Regions from separate parts of the Mus musculus genome. Here all the other regions are linked to region 1. The links are chromatin contacts, called in public HiChIP or PLAC-seq and promoter capture Hi-C maps. All regions are on one chromosome and are shown on one strand. The core of a region is the stretch at or near the end of the contact, and the rest is flanking DNA. Distances in the headings are between cores, read along the strand shown. Region 1 holds the start of Srebf2 (sterol regulatory element binding factor 2). Region 2 holds the start of Rrp7a (ribosomal RNA processing 7 homolog A (S. cerevisiae)). Region 3 holds the start of Nfam1 (Nfat activating molecule with ITAM motif 1). Region 4 holds the start of Cyp2d26 (cytochrome P450, family 2, subfamily d, polypeptide 26).

Evidence for each region. Promoter capture Hi-C pulls out the DNA fragments that hold promoters and counts their contacts. HiChIP or PLAC-seq counts read pairs in DNA pulled down with a chosen protein or histone mark.
Region 2: a contact with region 1 is called in a promoter capture Hi-C map of embryonic stem cells, with 4 times the contacts expected there. The contact joins the promoter of Rrp7a here to the promoter of Srebf2 in region 1. A contact is called at or near these places in 2 of 39 promoter capture datasets (embryonic stem cells and liver), 1 of 484 Hi-C or Micro-C datasets (B cells), 5 of 115 datasets of contacts at active chromatin or transcription factors (embryonic stem cells, epiblast stem cells, extraembryonic endoderm stem cells and 2 more) and 2 of 9 other capture datasets (embryonic stem cells and liver).
Region 3: a contact with region 1 is called in an H3K27ac HiChIP or PLAC-seq map of embryonic stem cells, with 4 times the contacts expected there. The contact joins the promoter of Nfam1 here to the promoter of Srebf2 in region 1. A contact is called at or near these places in 6 of 115 datasets of contacts at active chromatin or transcription factors (double positive thymocytes, embryonic stem cells and large pre-B cells) and 1 of 9 other capture datasets (embryonic stem cells).
Region 4: a contact with region 1 is called in a FOXA1 HiChIP or PLAC-seq map of pancreatic cancer cells. The contact joins the promoter of Cyp2d26 here to the promoter of Srebf2 in region 1. A contact is called at or near these places in 2 of 39 promoter capture datasets (embryonic stem cells and stem cell-derived epiblast-like cells) and 1 of 115 datasets of contacts at active chromatin or transcription factors (pancreatic cancer cells).

The regions. Positions count from the first base shown.
Region 1 is chr15:82,145,891-82,148,780 of GRCm38.p6, forward strand. It overlaps Srebf2 (sterol regulatory element binding factor 2), which reads left to right and starts at 1,379. Exons shown (of 19, transcript NM_033218.1): 1 at 1,379-1,600. The coding sequence starts at 1,513.
Region 2 is chr15:83,121,328-83,124,217 of GRCm38.p6, forward strand. It overlaps Rrp7a (ribosomal RNA processing 7 homolog A (S. cerevisiae)), which reads right to left and starts at 1,474. Exons shown (of 7, transcript NM_029101.4): 1 at 1,335-1,474; 2 at 505-647. The coding sequence starts at 1,407.
Region 3 is chr15:83,031,985-83,034,874 of GRCm38.p6, forward strand. It overlaps Nfam1 (Nfat activating molecule with ITAM motif 1), which reads right to left and starts at 1,413. Exons shown (of 6, transcript NM_001271411.1): 1 at 1,129-1,413. The coding sequence starts at 1,246. Gm32620 (a long non-coding RNA gene) reads left to right here and starts at 1,332. Exons shown (of 3, transcript XR_384275.3): 1 at 1,332-1,520; 2 at 2,275-2,368.
Region 4 is chr15:82,792,809-82,795,698 of GRCm38.p6, forward strand. Cyp2d26 (cytochrome P450, family 2, subfamily d, polypeptide 26) reads right to left here and starts at 1,437. Exons shown (of 9, transcript NM_029562.2): 1 at 1,177-1,437; 2 at 318-489; 3 at 1-52. The coding sequence starts at 1,365.

The DNA.
Region 1 (2,890 bases), core at 129-2,628:
TTCTTTGCTATTTCTTGTCCCCCAGCAGAGGCGCCTCTCCCAGTAAATCTCTCCTGTGAGACTTGTTGTGATGTGACTTTGTGGGTATTCCCAGGCGCCTGATTGCCAGGATCTTTTTCCCTCTCAGAGCTGCAATACCTTCACTGGAGACCCTTTCCCCCTCAGAGCCTGCTGGAACACTTCATCCCAGAAGTTAAGAGCTGTTTGCTTGCCACGGAAATCAAATAAATGTGACAATGACAACTGTGGTCTTGTGCTGTTTTAAAGATGACAAACCAGGCTTATCAGCAAACAGTTGCTTAGCCAGCCCAGGAGCAGGAAGTGGCTTATTGGATATGCAGGTCTCCCCACAGAGCCTTCAGCTCTGACCCCCTAAGAACAACTGCCTCAGACTCACAAGAAGCTCTTCCTATGTATGCCATGAAAACCTTCTTCCTCTCAGTATACACTTAGGTCCTTTCTCAGATGTCCATTCCAGCATTTCTTTTTTTTAACGATGCCCTGATATTCTACTGTTTGGAGGTAATTTATGTACCTGATGCCTTACTGTGTTACTGTTTTCCCGTTAGAGAACTTTGTGATGAATGTCTTTGAATACATGTACTTAATAGCATTCCTCGGAACACTAATCTTTTTGTTTCTTCGGATAAGTTCTTGGAAGCGTGCACCTTTGTGTGCAGTGTGACCGACTACCTGTAAGATGATGCAGTGAGGTGACTGCAGGAGTGGGGCCTCACCTGGAGAGACCATTGAACAAATGACCTTGTCTGAAGGCCTTAGAATGATCGAGGTTTCCCAAAATTGAGGGCCAGTTGTAAAATGTTCACAATACTCAGGTGATCTCAAGACCCTGTTAAGTCTCGGATGGGATAAGTGTGACTTAGGGTCTGGATAGCCTATCCCAGAATGTTAGGGTACTATGATTCTACCCAGAGCTAGGGGGAGGGAAGAGGCAACTGGGGAGATGACGTAATGTGCTCCTAGAGTAAAGGGGGCGGTGGTAGAAGGTAGCGCCGGACAGCGGTGCGTTAACCCTTCTATTTCCGGGCTCTCGACAAAGTTGCTCCTGGAGCTGATCCAACGGAAAAGTAGCGGCTCCTTTAAGCCAGAAGAAGGCTGGGACGAGGACCCGGCGGCTACTCTCCGCTGGCGCTTGGATGCCGTGAGGGGCGGAGTCCCGCTATGCAAATCTGAGCTGCTGATCGATGACGCACCATCACCCCATGAGCCGCTTCGCGCGCCGATTGGCTAATGCAAGCCTGGTCCCATTGACAACAAACTTGGGGGTGCGGAGGCTCGGGGCGGGGCTGCAGTGGGCGCGGCCCGGGGCGGGGGAATTCTGCCCCGCCCCTTCCGTGGAGTCGGGGCGCAGCTCAAACATGGCGGCGGTTGGCACGGGGCGGTGAGGCGGTACCAGGTGGGGGCTGTCGGGTGTCATGGGCGGTGGCGGCGGTACCGCCTCCGCGTCTCCCTGAGCTGGACCTCACGGGGGACTCTGCGCCAAGCTGGGCGATGGATGAGAGCAGCGAGCTGGGCGTTCTGGAGACCATGGAGACCCTCACGGAGCTGGGCGATGAGCTGACTCTCGGGGACATCGACGGTGAGTGGCGGCGGCTGGGTGGGAGTGCGGGGGGCGCGCGGGGAGGAAGGGGTTACGGCGGCGCTCGCGGGTGCGCGTGCGCCCACCCCGCGATCGCCCCGGCGTGCGCGGGAAGGAACCCGCGGGGGCCGGGCTGCCCGGGAGGTTCCCAGTTCTTCTGGCTCCAGAGTCTGAGCCCGGGTCGTGACGCAGGGCTCCCGGTGGCTGAGGAGTCGTGGGCGCCGCGGGGCCCGAAGCGGGGCTGGGGGCGTCGCGAGTGCCGCCAGAGGAGAAAGCGAGGCGGCTGCCTCCCTCGCGCGCCCACACGCGCTCTGGTTTGTCCGGTCTTCGCCGGCGTCCCGCGTCGCACCTGTCACTCCCTGCCTGGCCACTGGAGCGGCTTCGGGATTTCCCGGACTGCGCTCCCGGGCTCGGCTCCCCCACGCCCCCGCTCTTTTCGGGATTGACTGACAGCCGGGTCTGCGGGCGCTCTGGAAAACTTTGGGCAACAGCTGCAAAAAGCAAGTTACTGATGGAGTGGACAGAGACCGCAGAGTGCGGCGGCCTTGGATGGAGACCCGGGCGCTCCTGCTGTCGCACTGCAAAGGGAGTTGAGCAGCAAGAATTTTGAGTTGTGGCCCCTCGGGTACAGACTAGGGAGCTGGTGGCCTTTGTTTCGGCGGCCTTAACAGCGAAGTGGAAGAACTGGTAGGAGCCCAGGGAACCTCTCTTAAAATTCTCTCACTTTTCAGCCACGGGAAGGAAGGTTTGGAGAGGGTCCCAGACTTGCCCGCGGTCATCATGCTGGTTAACAAAGCCCAGTTCTTTCTGTTTCTGAGCCACTATTAGTTTCTTTCCACTCCACCTTTAAGAAAAATAGGCTAGTAATTAAGTCATTCTCAGTAGTCAGGGCTCTTCTGAAGTTCTCAGTCCCAAATACTTTGCGTTAGTTCATTTATTCAATCCCGCTGAATTGGGTATCGCTCAGTTTTGCCGGAGGTGTCGTTTAAGGTCACTTACTTTAGAGAGTCCAGAACTCCTAGGCAGTGACTCAGTTTATGGAATGTTACTACACCTAGAATCTAGAACCTTGCAGGCAGATGTGATGGCCACATCCTCGCTTCGCAGGCGAAGAAGCAGGTAGAAGGTTCTCTCGTGGAGAAAGGAGTGACAACAGTTGTTTAAAGAAGGTGTTGGCCAGGTGCCTGTTTTGCTTTTGTAGCATTTTGTAGCATTTTTCCCTTAGGGTTCGCCCTTACTTCTCATTTTGGTCATCCAGACAGTGTGACAAGCCCGTGTATTGGAAGTTCC
Region 2 (2,890 bases), core at 224-2,723, 980 kb after region 1:
AGGCCAGCCTCACCTACACAGTGAGTAGGAAGCCAGCTCATGCTGCAAGAGACCCCGTCTGAAACAGAACTACAAATGTCATGCTTTCTGTAAAAAATTAATAAGTATGTCTAGAAAGAACTGCAGTGATTACTGTTAGACTTGTCTTTTAAAAATGAAAAACTAACAGACAAACAAATAAAATAATGGTTGGAAGGATAATTTCCAAACCAGGTGTGACCACTCATAACTGTAATGAGTTGAGACGGGGAGGGTGGGGAAGTACAGCAAGTTCGAGGCCAGCCTGAGCCTCAGGAAGTTCTGAACAGCCCAGGGAGAGGGGGACCCTGCCTAGACGGCGGCAGGGAGAAAAAAAAAAAAACAAAACATATTTTTATTCTGAAACTCCCAGTCTTTCAACATCCTCCACTGAGGGTTTTGTAGGAATTTCCATCTGACCACCAGGATTCTGTAGGGCCCGTGGCAAGCCCCCATTCACAACCCACTGGTCTACCAGACTCTTACCTGTGTGCAGTACGGGGGCACATTAAGGATAAAAAGGGTTCGATCGGGAGGCCATGTGGACTGGGTGCCTTGGCGAACTCGGTGCTGTCTCATGTAGAGGTAATGAGGAGCCTGCTGCTTTGCCGAGAACTTGACTGGAACAGCTAACAGGGGAAACGAGCGCAGGAGAGTTTGGGGTACCCTGAAAGGAGGTCTGTGTCTATGCCACCCAAGTTCCAATTCACTATGTCTCTTTCTAGCTCCATCGGCCCGCCTGTTCATCCACCCATCCACGGGAAGCTGGAGGGAAATGTATTCGGATAATCACCGCAGGAGGCTGAGGGGGCGGGCACAGTGTTGCGTTCTCGGAGCATCCGCTGTCTGACATCATCAGCCCCCCCCCCCCCCCCCCATAGCATGGGCTGCTCTGCTTGGCACACCAACTCTCTTCCCTCCACCCATTCTTCGTTTAGGGCTAACTCCCCCCCCCCCACCCCTCCTGCCGACTTAGCCCCACCTTCCCAGTTAAGTCTACACCAGTGGGATGCGAATCTCGGGGCTGGGAGGGCGACAGCTGCGGAAGCGCTTGTTAAAGAACGAGACACGAGCAGAACAGCGGATAACTAGCTTCTGAGGACGACGAAGCTGCAACGCTGGGCCTAGGACGCCTGGCGCCGCCTGGAGGAACCGCGCCCGAGCCCAAGGCCTTTCGGAGGAACAGCCGCGGAATCAGCACCCAGAGTCGGGGCGGCGGGGTCCTGCACCCCGATACCTGACGAGTTGCCAGGGCCTCTGCCACCTGCAAGCCACCTTCCCGCAAAATGGTGGGTCCCTGGCCCTCAGCTGCTCACCTGAATACCCCGGTGGGCTCGGTATGCTCTCCTCGTGGCCGCCAGCCTTCCGTTTCTTCCTGCGAGACACCATCTTGGCCAACTGGGAGCGCAGAGACGGCTGGGAGTTCCGTGTTCCGGCGCCGCTGCGTTTCCACGACGACGGCGTCACGCGGGGCCCCGCCCTCTCAGCCCTAGGCCCGCCTCCCGGGATCTTGCCCGGCCCTAAGATTTAGCCTTCCCTGTCCTATTGGGAAGTAGAGGGAGGCTGGAGCAATAAATGGAAAGAGCACTGGCTGCTCTTCCAGAGGATAGGGGTTCGTTTCCGATCACTCAAAAATTATCTGGAACCCAGTTCCAGGACACGTGGTGCACAGGCACACTCAACACATAATTTTTGTTTGTTTTTCGAGACAGGGTTTCTCTGTGTAGTTCTGACTGTCCTCACTCTAGACCAGGCTGGCCTCGAACTCAGAAATCCGCCTGCCTCTACCTCCCAAGTGCTGGGATTAAAGGCGTGTGCCACCACTGCCCGACTATAATTTTTTTTTTTCTTTGAGACAGGGTTTCTTTGTATAGCCATGGCTGTCCTGGAACTTTCTCTGTAGACCAGGCTGGCCTCGAACTCAGAAATCTGCCTGCCTCTGCCTCCCGAGTGCTGGGATTAAAGGCGTGTGCCACCACTGCCTGGCTTATTTGAGATTTTTTTTTTAAAGATTTATTTATTATTTTACATAAGTACACTGTAGCTGTCTTCAGACATACCAGAAGAGGGTGACAGATCTCATTACGGATGGTTGTGAGCCACCATGTGGTTGCTGGGATTTGAACTCAGGACCTCTGGAAGAGCAGTCAGTGCTCTTACCCGCTGAGCCATCTCACCAGCCCCCGACTATAAATTTTTAAAAAATAAATAGCATTCCGTATAAATCGTGGTGCAACTGGGATTTTGTGCAGTGAGATGCCATGAACAGTCAGTCTCTTTAGTTGAGAGAGCAAGGGGCTGAGAGGCCTGGGGTTGAAACTGTAAACAAAGAGTACTTGCTGGCAAGCCTGACATCTTGAATTACATCCATGGAAGATGAGAATTGTTTTCAGCAAGTTATCCTTTGACCTCCACACCCACTCCATGGCTTATGCCTCATGGCATGAGCTCTCTCCCTCAAGAAAATACTGTGTGTGTGCTGAGACAGGATTTCACCATGTAGCCTGGGCTGACCTGAGGCTAGCTATGTAGACTAGGCTGGGTTCAGTTTCACATGAGATCTGTCTGCCTCTGTCTCCTCCAGTGCTGGGATTAAAGGTGGACACTGCCACACATCACCCATGCTTGGCAGATTTTTTAAATTTTTACAAACTGAAGTGAGCCCAAATAAACTTTATCCATCTGGGCATGGCTTTAATCCTGGCTGAAGCAGGAGGATACTTGTGTGTTCATTAGGGTTACCGTTGCTGTGATGACACACGACTAAGAAGTAATGTGGGGAGGAAGGCTTTATTTCCAGTTTCATGAAACAGTTCATTAGAAGCAGCGAGAGCAGTAACTCCAGCAGGTCAGGAACCCTGAGGCAGGGGCT
Region 3 (2,890 bases), core at 163-2,662, 890 kb after region 1:
GTTCGAAACCCTGGAATTCGAATAAAGCAGAGTAGCACGTGTCTCTGATCTTATTGTTCCTGCCACAAGACAGGAAGCAGAGACAGAATCCTTGGAAGCTTGCAGGCCAGCCAGCCTGGCATTCACAGCAGTGACAGACAGACAGACCAGACAGACGGATGGGCGGGTGGGTGGGCAGGCAGACAAACAGACAGGCAGGCAGGCTATTTCAAACAGGTAGAAGGCAAGGATGTTCACCCGAGGCTGGCCTCTGACCTTCGTAAACTCACCTCGGCACACACAGGCACACGCACACACACACATGATTTATAAAATAAATAAGTAAAGTCAAACAGAGAACAGTTAGTACTCAGCCTCCACAGTGGAGTGTCCCTGGGTCAGCAATGGACCAGCTGCTAGCCAGGCCAAGGCAAGAACACATAGTGCCTGACAGACATTACCCAGCACCACCAGGGAACACACCTGAGAGGGACACCCTTGGAGGTGCGCTGGCCTAGATAAATTGGCCTCTACCCCACAGCTTGCTTTGAATCCAGACCTCCCAGCTTCCAAGGGAGCCTGGAACTAGGATAGGACAGCAGTGTTGGCCCTGGGGAGATTCGCTGGTCATAAAATCCTTGGCCTCTGACTGCATTTTAGAAAGTGCTAAGTGTGACCCTTTCTAGTGTGGCCCCAGGATGCCGTGCTCTGACTGCCTTTCTCTGTATTCACCAACCACCACCAGCAGCACCCAGGGCAGCTCCACCACCTGGCAGATTCAACAGAACTCCTCTACCACAGTAGCCTTGTAAGAGCTGTCTTTTCCATGGACTCCACACCTGACCTCAAAAACACAGCACCCACCTTCCTTATTTAAGGACCAGGAGGCCTAAGCTATGCTGTCAGGAAAGCTGTTAACACTGGGGTGAAGACACAGCACCGTCCCCCCACAACCCCTTCAAATGCCACCTTGACGAGGCATTAGCTAAATATCTTCTCAGTCCCCGAAGGCTTCCCACATGAAGTCTACAATGTTCAAACGCAACCAGCAAATCCCCAGAGACAGGTCCCGGGAATTAGCTGTTCCCGCTGGATGAAAGTCACTCTGATGTATGCGAACAAGAGGACGTGAGAAGGAGACAGACTTGCCTGTTAGCTGCAGGGTCTGGGGCACCGGCAGCAAACAGAGGAAGCACCAGGCTGGGAGCCAGCTGGGTGGGTGCAGGCATCGCACTCGGGCCCCACGTCGCAGAAGCCAGCTCTCCATGGAATACCGTGCGCCAAGCTGGACACTTATCAAAGCCTGTTCCTCCTTCCGCTTCAGGTCACTGCAGACTAAGGCCCCTGCTGGCAGCTAGAGTTCCCTTTTGTGTCCCCATAAGTTCCTCCTCTGGACACCCTTCTGCTTCCTCAAGGCGGTTCCTCTCAGAAACCCTGACCTCCCTCTGAAATAGCGGAAGCAACCTTGGTGAGGGGTTCCAACAGATAAACAGCCTGGGGCTCCAACTCATCCAAGCCACACAGTGGGAAAAGAGCATGCGGTAGGAACCTTGGCTTTCCCGGGCTTCTGGGGCCTCCTTAGTCCCTCGCAGCAGAGGACCCTGTCCTGGAAGCTGGGTGGCCATGCTCCTTAGGTCTGAAACCCTAAAAATGACCATAATCCCACCTGCTCAGACATCCCTGCAAGGTCCCTGCCATCCCTTGAGAAGGTGTCCTGAAGGGGGGGTGGGGTGGGAGTGGGGGGAGCCTAGGGTGGGGGAAGAATAAGCAGAGGAGTGGCAGACTGGGAGGCTGAAGGGCCTTAAGCCACTTGTCCCAGCCTCCGGAGGGAATTTAACACATCCTGGAGTGAGAGACAGTAGCTGGTTCTTCGGAGGAACTCCTCTTGATCCACCTGAACTGATACGCCTCCTCCTCCTCCTCCTCCTCCTCCCACTCCTCCTCCTCCTCCTCCTCCTCCTCCCACTCCTCCTCCTAGGGTGGGGGGGGGGCTCCCTAACCCGACTTCACCCCATCCCCACCCAAGAGGAGACACAGGCCCCTGACTGCCTCCTTCCTTATCAGCTCTGCTCTCGAAGCCCCCATGGCGCTAGAGGTCTCAGTACTGGGACAGTGATGGCTTCCTATGAGGGGGGGAGGGGCCATCCTCTGCAGACTCTAGGGAGAACTCCTAAGGTCCTGGAGCCCCGTGTCTGTTTTGTGACCTGAAAGGTAGGGGCTGAGAGGACAAGGGGAGAAAAGCAGCAGGAAAGAAGTTGAGGGCCAGACCTGCTGAGTCTCGACTTTTCTCATTAGAGCCGTGAACCCAAGAGAGCCCTGAGTAGCCCCACCACACCAGTGAGAGACTTCAGCATGAAGAGGTGAAGCAGCTAGCTCATGATCCCGGCAGGTCTGTGGGGCATAAATGAGAAGGACAGATAGATTTTTACCTGGATTTTCTTTGCCACTTGTGCCAGTGTGGTGGAGGCTGGGCACGTGGCTGATGTTCCCCCCCTCCCCCACCCTTTCATATCACCATGGGGGCTTCTGTCAGTACCTTGCCTAAATCCCTTCCCCTTGGCCTCTGCACAGTTAACAGTGAAAGCTGCAGGGTGTTTGGGAGCAAGAACCCTGAGACTGGTGTGCAGAGGCAAGCAGCCATAGGCCACCCACCCGCAGAGGAAGATGTGTATGAACAGGAGAAGAGGCAGCGCGAAGGGGCGGGCTGGGACCCAGGCGGTATTGGCTGTTGATCCATCAAGGTGATACATGATCACAAGTGTCACAGCGAAGCATGGATAATCTGCTTCACGCCGCTCCCCAGCTCCTGCGGGGAGCAGATTGTCTAAGCACTCCGGTGCCATGGTGATAGACGTCATGTTAATGCCTCGGTGCACAGAGGGAGCATTTTAAAGGCATCGGGCTGCGCCTC
Region 4 (2,890 bases), core at 187-2,686, 650 kb after region 1:
GAAAATCGCCGCTGCTCTCGCCACTCGGGCCCGTAAGGTGCAAGGATCACACCTGCAGACATATCTGTGTGTAACTGAGGGCACCTAGCTATGTGGTCTCTTCTGTTCCCAACATTTCTCTGTGGTCAGTCTTAGCAGTCAGTGCCCAGCACTTTTCTAGCACATATTGGCACCTTGCATTCCTTAGGCTCCACCCTCCACCCCAGTGTTTTTCCCTTGCCTTGCCGGACCACATCATCTCCATTAGGTCTGTCTATCTTCTGCTCACCCCTCTCAAGCCCTACTCTCCCTGCCTTGCCCCCACTATAGAGCTTTGCCTTTTGATTTGTGCCCATAGCCTATGTGATTATAGATGGGCATTAGGGGGCGGTCAGAAGTGTCCTCTCCATAGGTCACCAGCAGTTCCCGCACTGCCTTCAGTCCGTTGACCACAACCACGGGCTTCCAGGCCATCTGTAGGCTGAACACATTGCCATAGCGGTTTTGAAGCTGAAATAGGACAGAGCACATAGGAAGTAGAGGTTTCCAGCAGAGTGGAAGATCAATACTCTTCATACAAGTCTCTGCTTCTCTCTCTCTCTCTCTCTCTCTCTCTCTCTCTCTCTCTCTCTCTCTCTCTGTGTGTGTGTGTGTGTGTGTGTGTGTGTGTGTGTGTGTGTGTCTGTGTCTGTGTCTGTGTCTGTGTCTGTGTCTGTGTCTGTGTCTGTGTCTGTGTCTGTGTCTGTACATACACATATATAGAACTTATTGAACCTTGTTCCTGACATATGCTGGGCAAATGCTCTATCACAGGCCTACATCCCTAGCCTATGGTTGGGGCACCTTGTTGCTTGGCAACCATATCTTCTCAATTTAACAAAGACCTCACAGCAAATATTATCATTCAGCTGTGACTCAGCCTGAACAAGATCCTTGGGTCCCTTCATACTCCACCATACAAGAAAAAATTCAGGTTCCTAAGATAGGCAGCGAGGCCTGAGACCACACAACAGGAAGAGACTATTACACACACACACACACACACACACACACACACACACACACTCCACTTTGTTTTCCCAACAACTCTTTTTTTCTCTTGGGGGCCATCTTCCTGTCTTTCCAGTGGCTTCAACACCTCCACGTGCTGCCTGGGTCACTCTGACTTCTTCTGTCCTCCACCACCACCTCTCTCACCTTGTAAAAGCTGTATGGTATGTTCTCGAAGTCCACCTGCAGCAGGTTTCCCAGCCCAGGGAATGGCACAGGGCCTGGTGGGTAGCAGGCAGTCCAGCGCTGGCGCCGGTGCACCAGGTCCACCAGAAGCAGGAAGATGGCTGTGAATATGACCACAGCCCATAAGTCATCTCCAACCAGCAGCCCCATGGCTGCCCTACTGCTTCCAGGCTTTTGAAGGAATACTCGTTCCAGAAACTTAGAATCAGGAAAGATCCTCTTATGATGGACTGGGAACCTGGTCCCTTATAAAGAGGGAGGAGGGGAAGGCTGCACTTTGTTCTCTGCCTTGAGCCAAGTAGCTGTGTTAATTAATGTTCAAACAGAGCCTATATGGGGGAAGGGGGTGTCAGAAAAATCAAGGGAAAGTCAACATCAGAGGTTCCTGCCCTTTCTTCTTTCCTGTGGTGCTTATCCAGGGGAGTGGCACTGATAGCTCCACAGAGAATTGCATAGTGGTTATATTGGGTTGGACACTGTAAGCACAGCGGGCACGTAGCCATGGACCCTGCCTCAGGGTGCAACGGTCATAGACTAATTTGCCACATGACCAGAGATCCGAGGGGACCGAAGACATTGTCTCAGAATGGAACAAGGCCTTTTGGAGGCTTCAGGGAACACTTGGCTAGTAGGATATGAGGTCTGACTGACACTATCAGTGGGCACTATCACTATGCAGCAATGGCCACTGAAGTGGCTTATGTGGCTAGCAGATGAGGGTGAGGGAGAGGCAGTGTAAGGAAGGAGGCTCCAGCCTGTGGAGCCTTGAGCACAGGTAGGAGGTCATTCAACTCTCAAGGAAGGCCAAATTCAAAACCTGGGGACTTCTTAGCTCTCACCCGAGAAAGCTGAAAGGCTGTCACCAACTGTCAATAGAATTCTGGGGAGGCCAGCTAGATGTCCATGTAGTTGTCACATGGGGACCACTATCTAATTTTATTCACTCTTGGCTTTTTGTTAGGTCAAGCCCTGTGCTAACAATCATCTTAAGAGGGATGGAGAGATGTCTTCCTCGTGTTACATGGGCGGTGTTTTTGAGATATTTGTGAATACTGCCAAACATGGGGGGATGGGGGGTAAGACCATCCTGGAGGCTCAAGGAGCACATTATTGTTAGGACACAAGTAACTTGCAGGTACTGCAAGACACAGCACCCGGCTATGACAGCAAGTGCCACTGTCTGGTTTTTGTGATGAGAGGCAGTGGGAAGAAGGGGGCTGCAGCTCCTGGAGTCTTGTGTTCAGCTTTGAGGTTACTTACTGGGTTGATTGGAGAGGCCAGACTCAGAACCTGGAAGCATCTTAGGTCAGATCTGAGAAAGCTGAGAAACTGTCAACAGTTGTTGAGAGTCCCAGAGGCCTGTAGGTTGGACCAAGTACTTATCACATGGTGGCCTCTGTCTCTTTTTCACCCTTGGTTTCTTGGTGGGTCAGTTGTTCCCCTGACAGTCTTCTACATGGATATAGGTAAAGCAGACCTTGTGCCAGAGGTCTGTGGGCTGGGTGGGGTAAAGGGTCCCTCCCCACACCCACACCCACACCCGTCTCGATGCATGTTCCTGCCTATTCCTTTTGGCCCTGCCCAGCTGAGTTATGGTACGGTAAGTCAGGAGCCAACACAGGTCATGGGTGGGAGATGGGAGGCAACTGAGACGCAGTTACTGAGAAGCTGAGGC